2 separate regions of the Mus musculus genome follow, and region 1 is linked to region 2. Evidence: chromatin contacts called from public HiChIP or PLAC-seq data. All regions are on one chromosome and are shown on one strand. Each heading gives the region's core, a stretch centred on a gene start, on an enhancer-like site or on the middle of the called end of the contact. The rest is flanking DNA. Distances are from core to core; before and after follow the strand shown. Region 1 holds the start of Scamp4 (secretory carrier membrane protein 4). Region 2 has its middle 11 kb from the start of Mex3d.

What was found. HiChIP or PLAC-seq counts read pairs in DNA pulled down with a chosen protein or histone mark.
Region 1: an H3K4me3 HiChIP or PLAC-seq map of bone marrow-derived macrophages shows a contact between it and region 2, with 2.1 times the contacts expected there. The contact joins the promoter of Scamp4 here to the enhancer-like site in region 2. A contact is called at or near these places in 7 of 39 promoter capture datasets (HPC-7-derived erythroid cells, cranial neural crest, embryonic stem cells and 4 more), 1 of 484 Hi-C or Micro-C datasets (embryonic stem cells), 4 of 115 datasets of contacts at active chromatin or transcription factors (bone marrow-derived macrophages, embryonic stem cells and pancreatic cancer cells) and 1 of 9 other capture datasets (pancreatic islet).

What each region holds. Positions count from the first base shown.
Region 1 is chr10:80,601,094-80,604,412 of GRCm38.p6, forward strand. Scamp4 (secretory carrier membrane protein 4) reads left to right here and starts at 1,789. Exons shown (of 7, transcript NM_019575.4): 1 at 1,789-1,856. Adat3 (adenosine deaminase, tRNA-specific 3) reads left to right here and starts at 1,787. Exons shown (of 2, transcript NM_001100606.1): 1 at 1,787-1,856.
Region 2 is chr10:80,374,782-80,378,053 of GRCm38.p6, forward strand. No RefSeq gene overlaps it. Among named protein-coding and RNA genes, the nearest start is that of Mex3d, 11 kb to the right of the region's middle. Within about 2 kb of position 1,525, at least 63 of the 459 cell types and tissues checked have an H3K27ac peak or open chromatin away from gene starts, as enhancers often do. A contact at or near this core is called in bone marrow-derived macrophages, where this site is marked.

The sequences.
Region 1 (3,319 bases), core at 539-3,038, 230 kb after region 2:
CAGCCTAGCACCCATCGAGGCCAGGAGAAGTCATTTGGTTCCTTGAAGCTGGAGTTACAGATGGTTGTAAGCCACCATGTGGGTGCAGGGACTCACATCAGGTTCTTCTGGGATAGCAATCAGGGTTCCCCATTGGCAAACTGCCTTTCTAACCCTGGCAGAGCATTTTTAAAAATATTTATATCAGTGCCTTGCCTTTGTGTATGTATGTGCCTTGTGCACACAGAGGTTTTAAAAGGCATCAGACTTCCTGGAATTGCAGTTAGGGATGGCTGTGAGCCACCATGTGGGTGCTAGGATCTGAACCTTCATCCTCTGGAAGATCAGCCAGTGCTCTCAGCCACAGAGCCATCTCTACAGCTCCTGGCCTAGCATTTCTATGGACCTGGGCTTAGTCAAAAAATATTAAAGAAACAACATGGGTTTCCTGGTGGCCCTGTTTTGGTGTGATGACCCAAAACTTGGTTTTCTTCCCAAGACCCTTGGTTCACATGGCTTCCTAGAAGCCAGACACTGTACCTAAGGGTTCTAGCTTCGTTTTTTTGTTTGTTTTTCGAGACAGGGTTTCTCTGTATAGCCCTGGCTGTCCTGGAACTCACTCTATAGACCAGGCTGGCCTCGAACTCAGAAATCTGCCTGCCTCTGCCTTCCAAGTGCTGGGATTAAAGGCGTGGACCACCACCACCCGGCTTGGGTTCTAGCTTTGTAATGCTGGTCATATCCACACTAATCTCCCACTTATCTGTCTTGCAAGCAGCCATACACCAAACTCATGGGACCTACTCTGCTCTGATAAGCTGGTCACAAGGCATTCCTTATTCCAGAAAGATTGTGTTTGGCAGACAGGCCTAGAAGATTGCAAACAGGTTGATCCTGGAGCCAACCCCAGGCTCTCTGGTGCCACTTTCTACCTTCCTGCTGGTCAGGGCTCAGCCAGGCAATCTGCTGTTTATGTCCTAAGCCACAGAGGAAGAAGGACCCTGGGAGAGACTCAGGGACTCTGGCCTGGGAATGACATGTTGGGCAGATAAAGCTACACTGTGAAACTCTTTATCTAAAACAATAATTAACTAAAAGGTATTAATGTTAGGTCATCTCTCCTGCCTCTATTACTTGTTCATTTATTTTCTTCATCTTTTGTTTTTGTTTTTTAAAGACAGGATCTGTCCTGGAACTCCCAGTGATTTGCCTGCCTCTGCCTCCCAAGTGCTGGGGTTAAAGGCCCTCGCCCCAACCATCTTGAACTTTTGTTCTCTTGTATCCACCCCCAGAGTGCAGGCATGACCAGCTTGTGCCATGAGGAATGCTATGTATGGAATCCAGGTTCTCCTGGGTGCTAGGAAAACACTCCATGAACAGCCCCAGCCCCAGACTTATTCAGAAGTTCACATATCTGTTTCACCCATGTACAGATGAGGAGAATGAGGGCCTGAGTGGACCTAAAACTTCAGACTACAGTCACTTTCCAAGCAGTAAAAGTGATTGTTCACCAGCAACATGGGACTTTACAGAAGTATGATGGCAGATGCTCTTTGAGTGACTAATGGCCATAGAGTCTCCTTCTGCCTCAAGTCTTCTCTCTGCTGATGTCTCAAAGTGTCACAAAGGGGCCGAGTTCAGTGCCATCCCAGGATCTCAAACCACAGTATTCTACTCGCTGCAGCACACATAAGAAAACCCCCTAGACTCAGCAAGGCCTTGTGAAGCAGCCACGCGCACGGCCTTAAGGGAAATGTAGTCGCATCGCGCAGGCCCCGCCCATGGAACTACGCTCCCGTGGTGCCCCGCGGTGGCAGGCGTGGCGGCCCGGTTGCTAGGACTTGGATAAGCGTGGCGTTCGCTCGGGTGTCCCTCAGGTGAGCAGCCGCCGTAGGGGTTCGGCTTTCGCCGTTCCGAATCCGCCATGGGGCACCGGAGATGGTGACAAGGCAAGGGCGGTGGACAGGGAAAGAAGGCCTTATCGGGACAGACCGCGTAGCCTGAGAGGGTTGTGCGCGTCCCGGGAGGCGGTGGGAGTACGCGTGCGCGAGTAGTCAACGCTAGTACGCGTGTGCACAGGGCTTTTCGCCCACCGCGCCCTATGCCGTTGGTTTGCGGCGCACGCGTGTACCCTACTTCTGATTCCGGAAACCCTGTGATTTCCAGCTGCTTCCGGTTGTATGTTCCGGGTCATCACAGTCCCCTGCCTCAGGGTTATCTTATCCACCATCCTTACAGCAGGTGTGCAGTTTCCCTTTAAGCTCTTGTACCCTATGGGGTTTCTTGGGGTATCTTGGTGGTACCAGGGATCGAATCCTGGACTTTGGTTATATTAGACTGGCACTGGACTACTGATCCCCTTCCCCTCCCTTCAGAAGTGGATTCCAGGAGCTTTCGCTAATCTTTGTACCCAGCCCTTAAATGGATGATTCCAGGCAGGGACTCTACCCCTGCGCCACACCCCATCCCCTCACAAGGGGCCCTAACCTAAGCTTCAGTCCCTCACTGGTGGACATAGGTAGGCTCAGCACTGCTGAGCTCTACCCCGAGCCCACTTCATTTTTTTTATTTTGGAAGTTTCCTGTACCGCTGAAGCTGGCCCCGAACTCCCATCTAGTGGCTTATTGAGTGACTTGTATTTCAGGCCTGAGCTTCCAGACCTGATCCTTGTAGTCTGTCCAGCCACGGTCCCATTCTTTTGGACCCTATACCCAGGACCCAAGGCCCATTGTTTGCCTGCAGTTGTTGAATGCAGAGGGCGTGTGGTTCCTCAGAGGTGGGAAGTGTCTGCTGGACCGCAGGTCCTTGTCTGTGGTACAAGGAGCCCCTTTCAAACCTGTTCCCATGCTGGTGTACAGTGGGCACCTGTCACCTAAAACAAGGGAATAACAGGCCACAATTGCAATGAACATGAAGGGCCCCTTTGGCCAAGCATTGGCTACCATCCTATAGCTATTAAACTCCTCTCCAGAGGCCCATAAGCCCAGGCTGTCATCTGTCCCCAAGGCATCCATCTTTCTGTGTCCCTTGTTGTCTAGTCTTGAGGGGACAAACAAAGCTGTGTCTTCTGCCCTGGAGACAGTGGCGCTTTGTAGCCCAGTCAGGCGCTGTGCGTTGTAGGCGTGGTGTATGCCCTGGGGAAGCCAGATGTCACCACGCCCTTCATGGGCTCTGCCTGCCATGGGGCCTTTGCAGGGGCAGCCATGGTGACACCAGGATCTCAGACACCCTTGGTGCTGTTCTCCCTTCTTAGTCTCAGGACTCCTAGTGGCACCCGTGACTCTCTAGTTAGCCCATAGAGACATTCAGTGTTGACCTGGGCAGCTGGGTGAGCCCTGAA
Region 2 (3,272 bases), core at 275-2,774:
TGGCTGTCCTGGAACTCACTTTGTAGACCAGGTTGTCCTCAAACTCAGAGATCCACCTGCCTCTGCCTCCCAAGTGCTGGGATTAAAGATTTTTTTTTTAATGGCAGTTTTACAAATGTCTGGCGGTTGAGGGGGAGAGAGGGTGAATTAGAAGCCACAGTTTCCCCCTCTGTACAGTGAAGTCACTGATACCTCTAAGTAGTAGATGACCTTGAACCTCCAACCCTCTGACTTCCATCTCTCCAGTGCAGGGATCACAAGCGTGTGCCACCACACAGGGCTTCGGAGGTTCTGGGAATGGAACTCATGGTTTTGTGCTGGGTAAGCTCTGCAGTTGCTGCCCTGGCCCTGTTGGTGAGCATTGTCATTGATGTGGGCTAACATGCATGTCGGTCAGAGGGTAGGGAGCAGGACCCAGTTCTCTCCCATCACGTGGGTTCTGGGAACCTAACTCGGGTGCCCCTGAGCCATTGTGATGAATCAGTTTTCTTTGTTTGCTTTTTGAGACCAAGTTTTTCTCTATCCTGAATTCTCAGAAATCCCCCTGCCTCGGCTTCCCGAGTGCTAGGGTGGCAGCGGTGGATCATCATGAAGCTATGGCACTCCCAACCAGGAGTTCTGCACACAAAGCCACAGGCGTTTCTACTGAAAACTATGAAATGAGACTTAGTGGTAGACATTTTTATTCCCAGCACTCTGGAGGCAGGGGCAGGGGGATGTCTGTGACTAGCCAGTCTAGTCTACATTGAGAATTCCCGGACAGCCAGGGCTACATAATGAGATGCCATCTGAAGAAAAAATAATTAACTGAAATAATAATAATAATAATAATAAACCAAGTCCCGCAGGATCTGTCAATCAGTGCTCAGGGCGGCTTACAGACACTGAAGCTCTAAGCCTGCATGGGTCAGCACTTGGTCCTCTGCAAATGTGTGGTGATGCGGGAGTGGGGTTGTCACTGCTCATGGGAAGCTTTTCCTTGTAATGGGTCACCTCGCCTATTCTTGATATGAGATGTTTGTGCCCATCTTGTAACCTGCTATGTGGTGTTTGGTTGATATCCCTCGGAGGCTTGCTCTTTTCTGAAGGGAAGTGGAGCAACTGTGGATCTGGAGCGCCTGGGAGGAGCGGAGGTTGTAGGGGCTAGGAGGAAGGGAAGTTGCAGTCAGGTGTAGTAAATAAGTGAAGAATAAATTTATCTGTTAATTTAAAAAAATAACAAAAACAAAACAGCCAGACGTGGTGGCACATGCCTTTAACCCCAGCGGAGGCAGAGGCAGGTGGATTTCTGAGTTCGAGGCCAGCCTTGTCTACAGAGTGAGTTCCAGGACAGCCGGGACTACACAGAGAAACCCTGTCTTGAAAAACCAAAAAAAAAAAAAAAAAAAAAAAAAGAAAAAGAAAAAGAAAAAACCCACAAAAAACCACTTTCCAGTTACTACTGTCAGAGTCTGGGGAAAGAGACAAGGCCTGGGACACATCAGAGAGGGCCCTGTAGCAGGCAGAGGCTCAGCTCACTGTGGGCTGCTTGGTGAAACAGGGCCCAGCGTGGCGAGTTTTGGAAGTGCAAGCTGTGCTTGTGAACAAGGTGTTATGTGCCGCTTTGGCCACACGGGGGCGACAGAAGATAGGTCCAGGGCGCCTTTTTTTTTTTTTGATCCAGGGTCTCTGTATAATCTGGCTGTTCTGGAACTAGATCTGTAGACCAGGCTGGCCTTGAGGTGAGTGAACTTTTTAGCATAGAATTCTTAAGCAAATAAAATTTAAAACGTAAATCCATATTTGTTGTGTGTATGATCATGGGGAGGTCAGAGAACAAGTTTTGTTTGGTTTGGTTTGGTTTGGTTTGGTTTTTCAAGACAGGGTTTCTCTGTGCAGCCCTGGCTGTCCTGGAACTCACTCTGTAGACCAGGCTGGCCTCGAACTCAGAAATCTGCCTGCCTCTGCCTCCCAAGTGCTGGGATTAAAGGTGTGCGCCACCACTGCCCGGCATCAGAGAACAAGTTGGAGCCACTATCTCCTATCACCATGTGGGTCCTGAGGATTGAACTCACGTTGCTGGGCTTGGCAGCAAGCTCCTGCACCTGCTGAGCCATCTTCCAGGCCCTAGTAGAAATATTTATAGAATCCAACGCTTGATCTCTGCCTGTGTCATTTATCGTGAAATGATTATAGTTAGCAGGGGACTAAAGGCGTGTGCCACCACTGTTGCTGTCTTCAGACCCACCAGAAGAGGGCATCAGATCCCATTACAGATGGTTGTGAGCCACCATGTGGTTGCTGGGAATTGAACTCAGGACCTCTGGAAGAGCAGTCAGTGTTCTTAACCACTGAGCCATCTCTCCAGCCTCCTCAGAGGCTTTTTATTTATGTTTTAGATCTCTAGAAGAATCCCAGGATTCCCTCCCGTGTGTTCCTTTCTGTCTTGCTTCTTCACGGTCCATAATGCCAGCTGAGGGTGTCAGCACAGTGAATCCACACTGGGGTCTTCTGCCCTGTCTCAAGGTCTTTGAGCTGCACAGCAAATCTAGGGCTGACTGCTCCACACTTGTTCAACCTGCCTGGGAGGTTCACAATTTCCCCAGCTCCGTGCTCAGCAGTGATGGATGTCAAATCTACCACTGCAACCATGCTTTTGTTCACTCCCTATCACCGATAGGGAGTGAACAGAGACTCTGGAGGCGACTGATGAGGACCTGAGACCTGACTTTTGTCTGTTTCTCAGCGTTGACGCTCCTGAGAGCATCTGCCAGGACATTCCTGAGCACCAGAAAGATGGTGAGAAGGGGAGGGCCGATGCTACGTTTTTCGTGTGTGTGTGTGTGTGTGTGTGTGTGTGTGTGTGTGTGTGTGTGTGTGTGTGTGTGTGTTGTGCTCTGGGATCCCAGTGTTTTTATCAGTTTGTCCTTGTGTTGCCCTGATTCGCCTATGTCAACACCTGGATGTTAACCAGAAGTGGAGGAGAAGTGTCGGCCTGTGGTCCCAGGGCTCAGGGTCTGGGGACACCTCAGGGAGAACGGGAGGGATGGGCAAGCGGCTACAGCACCCAGCTGCTCCCGCAGAGGATCCATTCGGTTCCCAGCTCCCACATGGGGGTTCACAACCTTCTGTGACTCCAGCTCCAGGGGACCGACGCCCCCTTCTGGCTGCTGCCGGTACTGCACGTACATGCACAGAGAGATGCAGGCAAAATGCCATAGATATTAAATCAGATGATGGGGTTTTTTGTTGTTGGGTTTTTTTGTTTGTTTGTTTGTTTGTTTGTTTTTTGG